Regions from separate parts of the Nomascus leucogenys genome. Here region 1 is linked to region 2. Evidence: chromatin contacts called from public Hi-C data. All regions are on one chromosome and are shown on one strand. The core of a region is the stretch at or near the end of the contact, and the rest is flanking DNA. Distances in the headings are between cores, read along the strand shown.

Region 1 (5,871 bases), core at 607-3,106, 310 kb before region 2:
TGACACTGACATATTTTGCCTCACAGCGGAGTGAATTCGAGCCTTGGCTATAGTCCCCTTGCCAGCTGACCCCCACCTCCACCACCTCCCCCAGCCTCCAGCTGTCAGGGGAGGGTGCTATTGTCCCCCAGCCCTGGGGGCGAAAAGAAGGGACAGTGAGAGGGGAGACTTCTGGGGAGGGAGAGGTCCTGCCTGCCTCCCCACCTGCCACAGAGCCCCCCTGGGGCCTGTTGAAAGGCAAACACTCCCAAATCCAAAGGAAGAGGTCTCGAGGAATGTTTTCACAGGCGCCGGCCTCCCCGCCACCATGCCCCGGGTTGCGGTGCCAGGGAAGAAACGCTGTCCCCAGAGCAGGTGGGGAAGGGCCCTGGAGGCATGCAGCCCCCCAGCCTGCGGTCCTGGGAGGGCTGAGGGGTGGAGGGCTGGGGGCTGAGCACGCATGCTGAACCACTGTCTCCCCCGCCACTGTCTCCAGATGGGGGAGTGGGGGGTGGCAGGAGCCATGGTGCCCCTCAGGGGCAGCTGCTGGAGGGTCTGGCTGGCCAGGCGCCTGGTCAGCTGCCAGGGGCTGAAATTGGAGCCAGCTGGAGCTGGGAGGCCTGTGGGAATGAGGGGACTCAGGAAGCCCCTTCAGTGGGGGCTGGGAAAGGAGTGGCTTCCCTTACTCGCTGTGTCCAGCACTCCCTGACCACCCTAGGACCACAAGAGCAATGAATGCTGTGAGCACCGCTAAGCCCTTTGTGTGCATTCTCTCTTGAATTGGCAAGAGAGACGCTGCTCTCTTGTGCCCAGTGATGTCCGAACCACAGCCGGCCGTGCCTTAGCCCAGCCCAGTCCCTGGGGGCTGAAGCCACTGAGGCCACATCCTCCATGTCTAGGTCCCCCTAGGGTGTGAGGAGACGTGGCTCCAGCTAGGCAGTACAAATGGCGGGTGTGGGGGGCCGAGGCCTGGGCTTCCTTCCACGCTGGCTTGCTCCCACGTTGGAGACACCATGGTGCCAGCAGTCCAGAGAAGATTTTTAGGGGCAGAGTCCAGCAGGCTCTGGGGGCTGGGCCCCCAGGCCTGATCACCCCAGGCAGCTGCGGCAGGGTCCCAGGTGAATCCCACAAACAGAGCCCCCAGGGCTGCCACACGCCAGTCTACAAGGCCCTGTGTGTTGGGACCTGGCTCGGGCTGGGACCTCCCAATCGAGAAGTAGCCGTGAGTGTGAGTTCCTGGGGGCAGGGCCTGCAGCCACCCCTGCTGGCCGGGAACTTGCGGTGGGGGATTTGGACATCACCCAAGACTAGCCAGGGGTCCTGAGCCCACCGCAGGGAGCCCCTGTGGAAACCTGGCCCCCAGACCCCCCAGAGAGGGGCACTCCTGCCGTTCCCCCTCTCTCTCTGCTCCACTCAAGACTGGCAAGCCCCCAGACCCCGGCAGGGGTTCCTCCAAAGAGAGGGCACGGCTACCTGGGTGGTCCCTGCCTGGGGTCCCTGACCCCAGCAGGACTCTGCAGTCCTGGGGGTGATTCCACCAGGTGGAGTGTTTGGTTACACTCCCTCCCCACAACCCCTGGGGTGCTGCCCCCAGCCCACGGACCCACCCGGGGCCACTCAGGTCACAGGCCCCCAAAGGCGGCCAGGGCCAGCGGTTCTGGGGGAGACCTGTGCGGCTGCAGCTGAAGACACTGTCCCGCAGGGCCGAGGGAGGCAGCGGGGACCCCCGCAGGTGCCGATGCCTTACCTGGGCCAACAGCCCGAGGACGAGGAGGAGCGCGGCGTCCATCGGGGCCGGGGCGGGAGCGGGTCGGGAGTGCACCCGCGACCCGAAGGAGCGCGTCCAGGCTGAGTGACAGCGCAAGTGCGCCGGGCGGGCCAGGGCCAGAGACAGCACGTGTGAGGGGGGCGGGGAGGGGCAGGGCAAGGGCTGAGTGACAGCACGAAGGAGGCCTCTGACGGGCCGAGGGCCGGCCTGGGCAGGGCTAAGGCTGAGTGACAGCGTGTGGGCAGGCGGGTGGGGCGGAGCCTCTGGCGGCTAGGGCGGGGCCGGAGGCTGAGTGACAGCCCGTGTGCGAGTGGGGCAGGTGGGCGGGGCCGGGGCCGAGGGCTGAGTGACAGCGCAGGTGCGCCTGCGGGGCGGTGACCGCACGAGGCTGGTGGGGCGGAGCCAGAGGAGGAAGGGGCGGGCGGGGCGGGGCCGAGGGTTGATTGACACCTTGTGAGAGGATGGGGTGGGGCCGGGGCGGGGCCGAGGGCTGAGTGATAGCTTGTGCGGGGCTCCAGCGGGCAGGGGTAGGGCTAGGTCGGAGATACCCCGGCTGCTGCGTTGGGAGCAGAGCCAGAGGCCAGGCTGTGGGCAAGGCAGGGTGGGTGCGGCCGGGTCAGGGACCATCTGGGATTCGTGGCTTCTTCATTTCCTGCTCCTTGGGCCCGGCTCGCCCCTGCTCCAGGGCGTCTGCACTGCAGTCCCTACCGGGGGACGCCTCCTGAGCACTTCCTTGGGCCCCTCGCCGCTCTGGCTGCGTCTCCTGCGCCTCCCCGTATCCCACTGAACACTGGGCCCACCCTCCACGCACCTCCTCGCAGCCTCATTTTGCCCAGCTCCTATTCAGTATGGAACTCTCTAGTTCACACGCCTCTGATACCAGCGTGGCTCGTAGGACACCCCCAATTCCCCCAGTCCACGCGCCTCCTCCCGCATCCCCTTGTTCCCCGAGGCCCCCTGCCTGGAGCACCTTCCTTCCTACAGAACTCCTTCTCATCAGCCCTCAACACCCAAGGTCAGCGCTGCCCTTTCCTGGAGCCTCCTTGCCACCTCGGCCAGAAGCCCTCCCTCCTGTTGACTGTGGCACCTGCTCTCCTCTTCCAGACCCCGCCCCCTGGGAGGGCGTGGGTGGGGCTCAACACCTGCACAGGCCCAGCGCACGGTCAGGAAGGTCCTGGAGGGAGGGTGGAGGGGGCTGGAGGCAGGAGGACCCTTTCTTTTGAGCAGGCAGGGTGGGGAGTGGGGGTTGCTGACCAGCTCGGGGCCGGGCTGGGGAGCCCGTTCCTCTCTGTGATGGGAGCAGGCCCGGTGCTTCTGCTCTTATGTCGACTGTGGGTGGCTGTGCAGGTGCAGGCACCATCTGTGCACTTGGCCTGCTTGAAAGGAGGCCGGGCTGCCCGGGAGACTCAGGCCAGGACTGTCCCTAGTGCTCACTGCTCCAAGATGAGAGAGGGCAGGGAGTCCATCTCCAGACTGGGAGGCCTCTGGGGCTGGGGTGTAGCCTGTTGGGGACCACCGTCCTGCCTCTGTGGTCAGTGACCTCAAAATACGGGTGGAGAAGCCCTCTGAGTGCTTTTGGTTTTCATCCTCACGGGACTATTGCGGGAGTGAGGTAGGAGTCCTCGCCCTCCCCACAGAAAGAGGTCTGGGGAGGCTGCCGTCTGCCAACCCCAGCTCCTCTCCGCTTCCACCCTGCACCCACCTCGCTTCAACCACCTGCCTCCCACCCATCTCGGGGAGAAACGGAGGCCAAATCCCTCCTCCATGGGATGTGGGGGTCTCTAAGGGAAAGGCTAAGCTGGGCCAGGTCCTCGGTGAGCCCCAAATGCAGGGCGCGGCCAGGGAGGCAGCCGCCTTGGCCACTGTGGGAGGGCGTGCTCCCTGGCTGTCGGGCCATCCCCCAGGGACAGGTGCCCCCAGCGAGGGACCCCACTCCACATGCTCCCAGGGCAGCAGGAAGGTCAGGAGGCAGGAGCCTGGGTCCAGTCCCAGCTGGGAGCCTTGGGCTGGAGGTTCTCCCCCGGGCCTCAGTTTCCCCTTGTGTCAGAGGAAGGTGGCAGGGAAGGGCTCGGTACCCTGAGTCTGGAGGTCCTGTGCAGTGGGGGAGGGTTACATTTTCGGCTGCAGGACCATCAGCCCTAGAAGAGCTTTCCTGGTGGACCTGGAGAAGCCGGACCCTCCCTCTGCACCCCAAGCCTCCAGTTAGGACCCCACTCTGGGCCTTCTCCTCTTTTTCCAGAGTCTGCAGTCCTGAGCCTTTGGGACTCACCCCCATCACTCCTGCCCTCTGCCTTGCTCACCTCAACTCTCCAGCTCGGGGGACGCACCTCATGGGCATGGGGTGGGGGTGGGGCCGGCTGAGGTGTAGAGGGGCTTCCCTGTCCACAGCCTCAGTTCCCACCCTATTTCCTCTCCCCAGTATGAGGAACTGGGGGACAACAAACAGGGTCCCGGACCCCCCAGAAGCCTTGCAGTCCTGGATGTCCCAGAGGTCCCCCCACCCCCCAGCCCTGGGCCACTCCTCCTGACATCGGAAGCAGTGGTCCAGGGTGGGCTGAGGAATTTCCAACTTTCTCACGATAGATGCAGGCGGGTGCCGGTTTTCAGCTGAGACGCCATGGTGTCTGCTCTGGAGTGATTCTGTAATCGCACAGTGCACTTGACCTTCAATTATTAGATTGTATTTATGTAATTACAGTGTATAAATATACAGCATACCCCAACCACTAGGGGGCAGGCGTGATGCAGGACGCTGGGGTTGAGCCAGGTGTGCTGGACAGGGGCCCTGTGGAGGCCCAGGGCTTAGGCCAGATGCAGCCCCGTTACCGGAGAGGTAGTGGGGGCTGGAGGGCAGGGGTTAGCAGGTGTGAAGGCGGCTCCTACCCAGGGTGCGGGGCGTGGAGGGCAGAGGGGAGACGTCCAGGGAGTTTGGGTGGCACCCAACACCAAGGGAGGGGATCCCGGTGTGGGGAGGCCCTGGTCTCCATCTGGGGGCTGTGTCCATTCTAGACCTGACCTGAGGCTGGGGTGCCTGTGGCAGGGGCTCTGGGGGCTTGCTCTGCAGATAGCAACTGCTCCCTGAGGACCCCCTGGGCAGGTGCCCCCGTCTGACAGGCAGGGCCTGAGGCTGGAGGAGGCCGGGGTGAGGAGACAAACACAGGTGGGCCCTGGCCGGGAGCCTGGTGTCGGCCATGGGCCATGCCCTTCCAACATTCTACTCTGGTGGGGAGGCTGCCAGGGCGCTGGGGTGAGGCCGACACCCAGTCCTGGGGCCGTCAGAGCACAGACTAGCCCATCTAGGCAGATGAAGGTCCCCACAGAGTGAGTGAGGGGTGGGGAGTGGATCTGGAAGGGCTGGGGCCTCCAGCCACGGCCCCTGAACCCCCATGGCCCCTGAGTCCTGGCCTGAGTGCCTGTGGCTGGCTCTGGCTCTGGGTAGTGGGCCCTGCAGAGGGCCCTTCCACCCATAAGTTTCCCGTAAATTTCCCCAGGACAGAGGAGATGCAGCTGGATCTCGGGGCGTGGAGGAAGCCAGGCATTGTCTGTAGCTGGGGCCATCCTGGACCCCACTGTGCTCCGGCTCTCTGGGCTCAGGGGTGACGCTGCCCCCACATTCAGGCCACCAGCTGCCCCTGGCGGCCACAGGGGGTCAGTCCAGGTGGGCTCAGAGGAGTCCCATCAGGTATGGGGGTGCTGTTTTTGTTCAGAATTCCCTGACCCCCCCCCGGCAACACACATGAAAAGAATATTCCACAAGTCTGTTTAAAAAATCTTGGGCATTCAAAACACACGGACGGACAGACAGACAGATGGACATGTAGGACAGGAGGGGCTGCTGGTGGGGGGGGGTGCTGCCCCTCCTGAGGACCTGGGGACAGCAGGTCCCTGGAGCCTGACGGTCAGTCCTGGCTCTACAGGGAGTTGGGCACAGAGGGGTCAGGGGGTGGCGGGCCTGTCCGGGCCTCCCTCAGGCCTGTCCCTGAGGTGGGGAAGTGGGATCCTGTCCTGCCCGGCCACCCTGACACTGGTCTTGCGTCCCATCCCCCCACAGTGACAGAGGAGCCAACCAGGCAGTGGCTCAAGGTGCAGCCGTGAGAGCTCGGGTTGGCTCAGGGCTGGCGGGC
Region 2 (6,580 bases), core at 632-3,131:
TAGAGGCCTTCACTCACCTCAGGCTTCCCTAATTCCCTGGCTGGCTAAAAACTCTCACCTCTTTTTTTTTTTCTTCTCAAAAGTTTCAAGTTATCTGATCCTAAAGTACACCTTGCAATTGTAGGTCCTCCCTGACACACACCCTGCCCTGAAAGATACACCTTGTAGTCCTCCGTGGGGTAGAGCAGGCCCAAGTACAGCTCCCTCTGGTCGACCAGGGCCTTCCCCATCGCGGAGATCTTCTCATCCACCACGTCCAGAGACGTGTGCACCATGTAGTGGAACTTCAGCTCGTTCTCCATAGGGGTGCTGCGAATATAGAGCGGGTAATTCTGCAAGAAAGGATGACGGCCACTGAAAGGACAAGACTCCACCCAGCGCACACCAGCTCCGAACTAGGCTGCAGAGCCATGACCTGCAGCCACCTGGGAAATGCATTCCCCTTCTCTAAGGCCCACCGCTTCATTCTCCATGCCGCAGTGGGCACTGCCTTCAGGGAATCCCATGTGACCTAAAGAGACTTATGTGTTGTTTGCAAAGCAGCAGCAGTAGGGTGGGCAGAAAAGAAAAAATGAATCAGAAAAATGGGCCTGAGCACAGCCTGCCGAGCAAGCCTGGCACCTGGGCAGGCCTCTCATCTTCTCCTGGAGGCCACTCTGCCTCAGCCCACCTCTAACTCTGCATGGGTCACCCAAATACAGCACCCTAAATACTGGCTTTTCTTCACCTTGACAGCGGCCCTTTTACTAAACTCTTCAAGACTCAGCTCAAATTCCCTTCATCTCTGCATTTCTGACCATTGTAAGACCAGCATTAACAGCTTCTTTCTTGGGCTTTCACACACCGCCATTTACCCTGTCTGTTCAGCACTAGGTCCTGCAGAAATACAGTGAACAAGAGTCCTCGCTACCCTCGTGGGGAGTGATACCTAGTCAATAAACCCACAAACAAGCAAATGATCATCTGTGGCCAAGAGGGAAGCCCATGAGCAGCTTAGCAGCAGTCACCGCCCAGCAGGGAGCGGCCTCGAGTCCGGTCTCAGGGGAGACCCTGGCTAGGAAACGAAGGCTCCGTGCAGCAGGAGGGTGGACAGCCACCCAGGTCAGTCTTAGCCTTCAGAAAATGCTTTCCAGTTGAAATATATGTGGGCCAGTAAAGAGGATGGGAGCTGGGGAGAGGTGTTCCGCGTGCAAAGGCTGAGAGGTAAGAGGGCAGAGCATGTCCAGGGAGCTGCAGAATTGTTTGGTTGGAGCGGAGGGTGCCAAGGGTTATGGGGGGGAAAGGATCCCAGACCAGGTTATTCAGACACCATCCTAAGGCAACGAGAAGCCACTGCAGAGGTCTCAGGCAGAGGCGTGACAGGATCCGATTTGTTTTTAACTCGGCTCCGGGGATACTGGCAGGAGGGCCGGGGCCGCCGTCCGCGGGGAACCAGCGCTGGACGGGAGAACGGGCAGAACCTGCTGAGGACGGAGGACGGAGGCAGTGCCCGGGACCACCTAGGTTTCTGGTGGGTCCTGGCGGGGAGGAGACCTGGGGCGTCGAGGGGTGCGTTCAGCAGCGGGACGGGCGAGCGCGGAACTGGGGTCTCAGGGTCTGCCTGGCGGCTCGTCCACTGCGAAGCCCCTGACCGCTGGAGCTCGGGGAAGGCCTCCTCCAGGTCCCATTTCCTAAGGTGCCTTCTAGGCCCAGGGAAGAAGGGGAAAGAAAGCGGAGAGGCGAGGATGGTGCGGGCCCGGACGCCCCACGCCGCGCGTACGCACCTCCTTGGCGATCACCGCGATGCACACCGCCATCTTGGGAGGCCCGGCGCCAGGCACCGCATCACGTGACCCGCCGCTGGTCACGCGGCCTCCCAAACCCCGCCCCGCCAGTCACGCAGCTGGCTCAGGCCCCGCCCCGCTGGTCACGAGTAGGTCCAGGCCCCGCCTCCCGTCCCTCCGCGGACTCTGGCCCCGCCCCTCTGGTCACGTGGCCGTCCAGGCCCCGCCCCGCAGCCCAGCCGGAAGGGCCGGCGGACGTTCGCTAGGTCGGCTCGCTGGCCCGGGCTCCGAGGCTCCCGTGGTTGCCATGGCGGCGGTTGTCGCGGCGACGAGGTGGTGGCGGCTGTTGCTGGTGCTCAGCGCCGCGGGGATGGGGGCCTCGGGCGCCCCGCAGCCCCCCAACATCCTGCTCCTGCTCATGGACGACGTGAGTGCGGGCGGTGGGACGGGGCAGGGCCGGGGTGGAGCGAGGTGGCGGTGGGGGTCGGGGAGGGGGGTGGGGGGGGGGGGGGGGGGGGGTCGGGGAGGGGGGGGGGGGGGGGGGTGGGGGAGGGGGGGGTGGGGGGTGGGGAGGGGGGGGTGGGGGGAGGGCGGGCGGGGTGCGGGGAAGGTGGGGGGGTCCCGCGCGGGGAGGAGGGGAAGGGGGGTATCCCCTTGCGGGGTGGGGGGAGGCCCCGCGGGGAGTGGCCGCGGGATCCAGGCGTGGGGTCTCGGCGGTCAGCGGTCACCACACGCGCTGCAACTGCAGCGTGACCGGGACAGCGTCCTCCCTCGCAGGTGGGTGGCCGGCGTGCTACTGGGCCCTGCCTCCCCCGTCTGACCTTTCCCGCTCTCTACTCTTGGGAAGGTGGGCGCGCAGCGTGGCCTCCCCAAAGGGAGGAAGGGGCTGCTCCTGCCGCTCTGCCTGAGAGCTGCGTCGCCCTGGGAATCACTCCCGCCACCTCTGGCCTCCGGGTCCCCCCGCTGGGCTCCAGTCTTACCTGGTGGCTGTCTCTGTTCCCTGAAGAACGCTGAGCAAAGGTCAGGTGTCCCTGAGGTCTGAAGAACTGAAAGGCTGGAATGTCTCCTGGTGGGCAGGTGCGGGGTCGGGGTCACAGAGCCGGCCTGGAGGCCTCCGTCCCTAACTCCTTGTGGGAGCCCCCTGGAGACTCAGGAATGAGTCTGCCTGGGGCACGGGTCACCGTGCAGGACCCCAGACACACCTGGGGTGTCTCCAAGCTGGGGGGTCACTTCCACTCTTGAACCTCAGCCGCCTCACCTGGGGGGGTCACACCTGTCCCGCTGTGCTCACGTTGTGTGTGAGGACTGGGACGACACCGAATACCAGACAGTTTTGGGCCGTCGATGTCGCTCAGCCCCTGTGTGCTGGCTCCAGACCAGCAGAGACCCTGACAGGGGCCTTCAGACCCACCTGTGCTGACCAGTGGGGGCCACAGGCTGCACGCTAGGACTGGGCAGTCATGGCTGTCGGAATTGGAAGGTGCTGGTCGTGTAAAATACACAGATTTAGAAGACTTGGTGAAAAAAAAATAATGTAAAATGTGAAGTGAGCTTAACAATTTTATTAAATTAATGGTTTTTTATCATAAAGATATACTTGAAAAGATAACAGACACCATCCATAATTTCCCCACCCAGGGTGACAGCTGACAGTCCTGGGCAGCTGCTTTTCCATCTCATATGTCTATTTGTGTGCACTGACTGCTTTCCAGAGCACGCTCTCCAGCCCCCAAGGGTCCGTGTCCTGACAGCAGTGGGCAGGCCTTTCTCAGCACTGAGTGGTATCTCTTTCCTAAAGATACTTTGCTTCAGAATTTCATCCTTTCACTTTTTAAGTTCCTCTGGGCTAGTGTAGATACTTTGTTTCAGAATTTCATCTTTTCATTGTGTAAGTTCCTCTGGGCCAGTATAGATACTTTGTTTCAGAATTTCTTCTTTTCATTGTGTAACTCCCTCGGGGCCAGCATAGCTTCGCTGGGTGAGCTGGGCTCTATAGGTGAAGCCTCCCTGTTCAGCTTCTGCCTTTCCTGATTTTCTCAGAGGACAGAGGGCTGAGGCGGGGCAGCTCATGAATAATTTTTTATGTTGAAGACTTGTCGAAATAATATTTTGGATATGTTGGGTTAAATAAAATATAAAGTTAGTCTGTATTTCACCTACTTCTGCTTTTCTATCGTGGCTCCTGGTAAATACGGAATTGCATGTGGTCTCACCCTGTGTTTCCATAGGACAGCAAGGGTTCAGGCGTGCAGGGTGGAGGGGTGGGGTGTGGCCACCAGGGCACGTGTGGGGGAGGGTGACAGGATAAGTGCCGCCCACCTGGGCACCTGTTCTGTGGTCTCCTCTGTGTGGCTTGTGGGGTCCTTTGGCAGCTGACGCCTAAAGAACCCCAGAGGAGCTCTGTCCTGGCCTGTAGGTGTACTTGTGAGGACTTTCTGATGCCGACAGCAGAAAATGAAGTCAAAGTGACAAGCAAAAGTGGGAATTTCCTGGCCCTTCTGACTCGACAGACCAGGGCCGCCTGGCGAGTTTCCCCTTTCGTGGCTCTGCTGTCTCTGAACTGGCCACATCCTCACTCAGCCTGTGATGGTCCTAGGTGACTCCAAGTCACCCACTGCAGTCAGCAGACCCAGTGGGAGGTTGGCTCTGCCCCTGTGTCATGTGAGCCTGATGTGGGTCTCGGCCCTGCGCCAAGCACACTGGGGGAGGGGCGCATGCTGAGCTGTCCAGCCAGGCCTCAGAGCCTCGGGCCTACCCCAGAAGGGAGACTCCCCCTGATCATCTCATCTGCCTGGACCCAGCACAGAGGGGGTTCCCTGAAGGGCCCATGGTGCAGCTACCAGGACGGGGCAGGGATGCTGGCAGGTGAGAGCCACAGAAGCTCGCGGTGGAGCCCCGAGGTGCCCTGACGTGGCCCAGGGTGCAATGGGTCCTCACAGGCTGTCTTCTCTCCTCGGAGTCCGGGGCTTCCTCCGCAGCCCTGTCCACACCTCTTCCTGGACTGCAGACCAGTTGTTTCTGCCAGGGCACTGGTGACTGAACCTGCAACAGGTCATTCGGGCTCTGGCATGACATGGGATGGCTTGGTGACCCACAGCCCTGGGCCCGGCACCACTTGAGGACGAGTGTGCGTGTCTCAAGTTCAGATTTTGGAGCATGGCCCTTCATGGACCGGCTGCCTCCAGCCCAGTCTCCCCCTATCCAGTCCTCTGTGGCTGGGCAGTGGGGGGCCTGGACCCCCCTTTCATCTAAGCAAGTGCAGTTTCAGAAAAGGGGTGTCCCCAAAACTAGCTTATTGCAGCCCTCATGGCCAGAAGCCACTCTCCAACTGGTCACACTGACTGGGGAGAGAACCACTGCCCCCAGAGTCGGGACCAGAATGGGAAGCTGGGACTCAAGGGTGAGAGCAGCTGGCAGGAGCCCCCACCTGTCCAGGGGGAGCTGAGCCGGCCAGGGCAAGGACAGGTCCACCTGCACTCCCCAGGACGGCCCTACCCTGGCCTTTCACTGACGCACGTTCCAGCGCAGCCTGGCTTCGCCGCACCCTGGGCACCTGCTGCGTGAGCGAGGAAACTTGCGTGTCCCGCTCTGCTCTCCACGGCTTCTGGGGCCTTGGAGACAGGTGAGACCCAGTGACAAGTTCCACTCCGGCCCACACACAGCTCCTGCCTCCCAGGGTCAGCAGCACTCTGTGTCTCTGCTCCTTAGTTGGAAAATAGGGTTAAGGAGGGTCAACCCTGACCACAGAGGAAGTGGAGAGTCAGGGCTGCCCAGGCCAGCTCCTGTTGCCACAGCAGCCTCGTCGAGCCACCAGAGTCGGGGGAGGGCTGCTCAGCGGCCCTCGTTGGAAACAGTCAAGCACTGGCCTGCTCATCTTAATAATCCCATAGCAACCAGTAGGAATGGAGACTTTGCATTTCTTAAAACTCTGAAATTCTCAAGGATACTGATCCATGGCTCACAGCTGTGCTCACTGAACATGGACAATCATTTGGGGGCTTTTAGGCCCCTTTTTTTTTTTTTTTTTTTTTTTTTGAGATGGAGTCTCACTCTGTCACCCAGGCTGAATTGCAGTGGTGTGATCTCAGCTCACTGCAACCTCCGTATCCCAAGTTCAAGAAATTCTCCTGCCTCAGCCTCCGAGTAGCTGGGACTACAGGCTCCCACCACTGTGCCCAGCTAATTTTTGTATTTTTAGTGGAGACGGGGTTTCACCATATTGGCCAGTCTGGCCTCGAACTCCTGACCTCAGGTGATCTGCCTGCCTCAGCCTCCCATAGTGCTGGGATTACAGGCGTGAGCCACCGCACCCAGCCAGGACTTTTTTTTAAGACAAGGTCTGGCTCTGTCACCCAGGCTGGAGTGCGGTAGCTCGATCACAGCTCACTGGAGCCTCAAACTACTGGGCTCAAGCAATTTTCCTGCCTCAGCGTCCTGAGTAGCTGGGATTATAGCTGCCCATCACCATGCTCGGCTAATTAATTTGATTTTCAATCACTGATACCCTTTCTTCCACTTGATCGAATCAGCTACTGAAGCTTGTGCATGCGTCACATAGTTCTCGTGCCATGGTTTTCAGCTCCATCAGGTCATCTAAGGTCTTCTCTACACTGTTTATTCTAGTTAGCCATTTGTCTAATCTTTTTTCAAGGTTTTTAGCTTCCTTGCCATGGATTGAAGCATCTTCCTGTAGCTTGGGGAAGTTTGTTCTTACCGGCCTTCTGAAGCCTACTTCTGTCAGCTCGTCAAAGCCATTCTCTGTCTAGCTTTGTTCCATTGTTGGCGAGGAGCTGCGATCCTTTGGAGGAGAAGAGGTG

Evidence for each region. A called contact is a pair of places that touch in the nucleus more often than the background predicts.
Region 1: a Hi-C map of a lymphoblastoid cell line shows a contact between it and region 2, with 3 times the contacts expected there. The contact joins the promoter of CDH15 here to the promoter of TRAPPC2L in region 2. A contact is called at or near these places in 2 of 4 Hi-C or Micro-C datasets (both in a lymphoblastoid cell line).

The regions. Positions count from the first base shown.
Region 1 is chr2:155,344,763-155,350,633 of Asia_NLE_v1, reverse strand. CDH15 (cadherin-15) reads right to left here and starts at 1,856. Exons shown (of 14, transcript XM_030820454.1): 1 at 1,727-1,856. The coding sequence starts at 1,768. It also overlaps the pseudogene LOC105739403.
Region 2 is chr2:155,037,310-155,043,889 of Asia_NLE_v1, reverse strand. It overlaps TRAPPC2L (trafficking protein particle complex subunit 2-like protein), which reads right to left and starts at 1,881. Exons shown (of 5, transcript XM_003280611.4): 1 at 1,764-1,881; 2 at 160-332. The coding sequence starts at 1,796. It overlaps GALNS (N-acetylgalactosamine-6-sulfatase), which reads left to right and starts at 1,959. Exons shown (of 13, transcript XM_030820297.1): 1 at 1,959-2,190.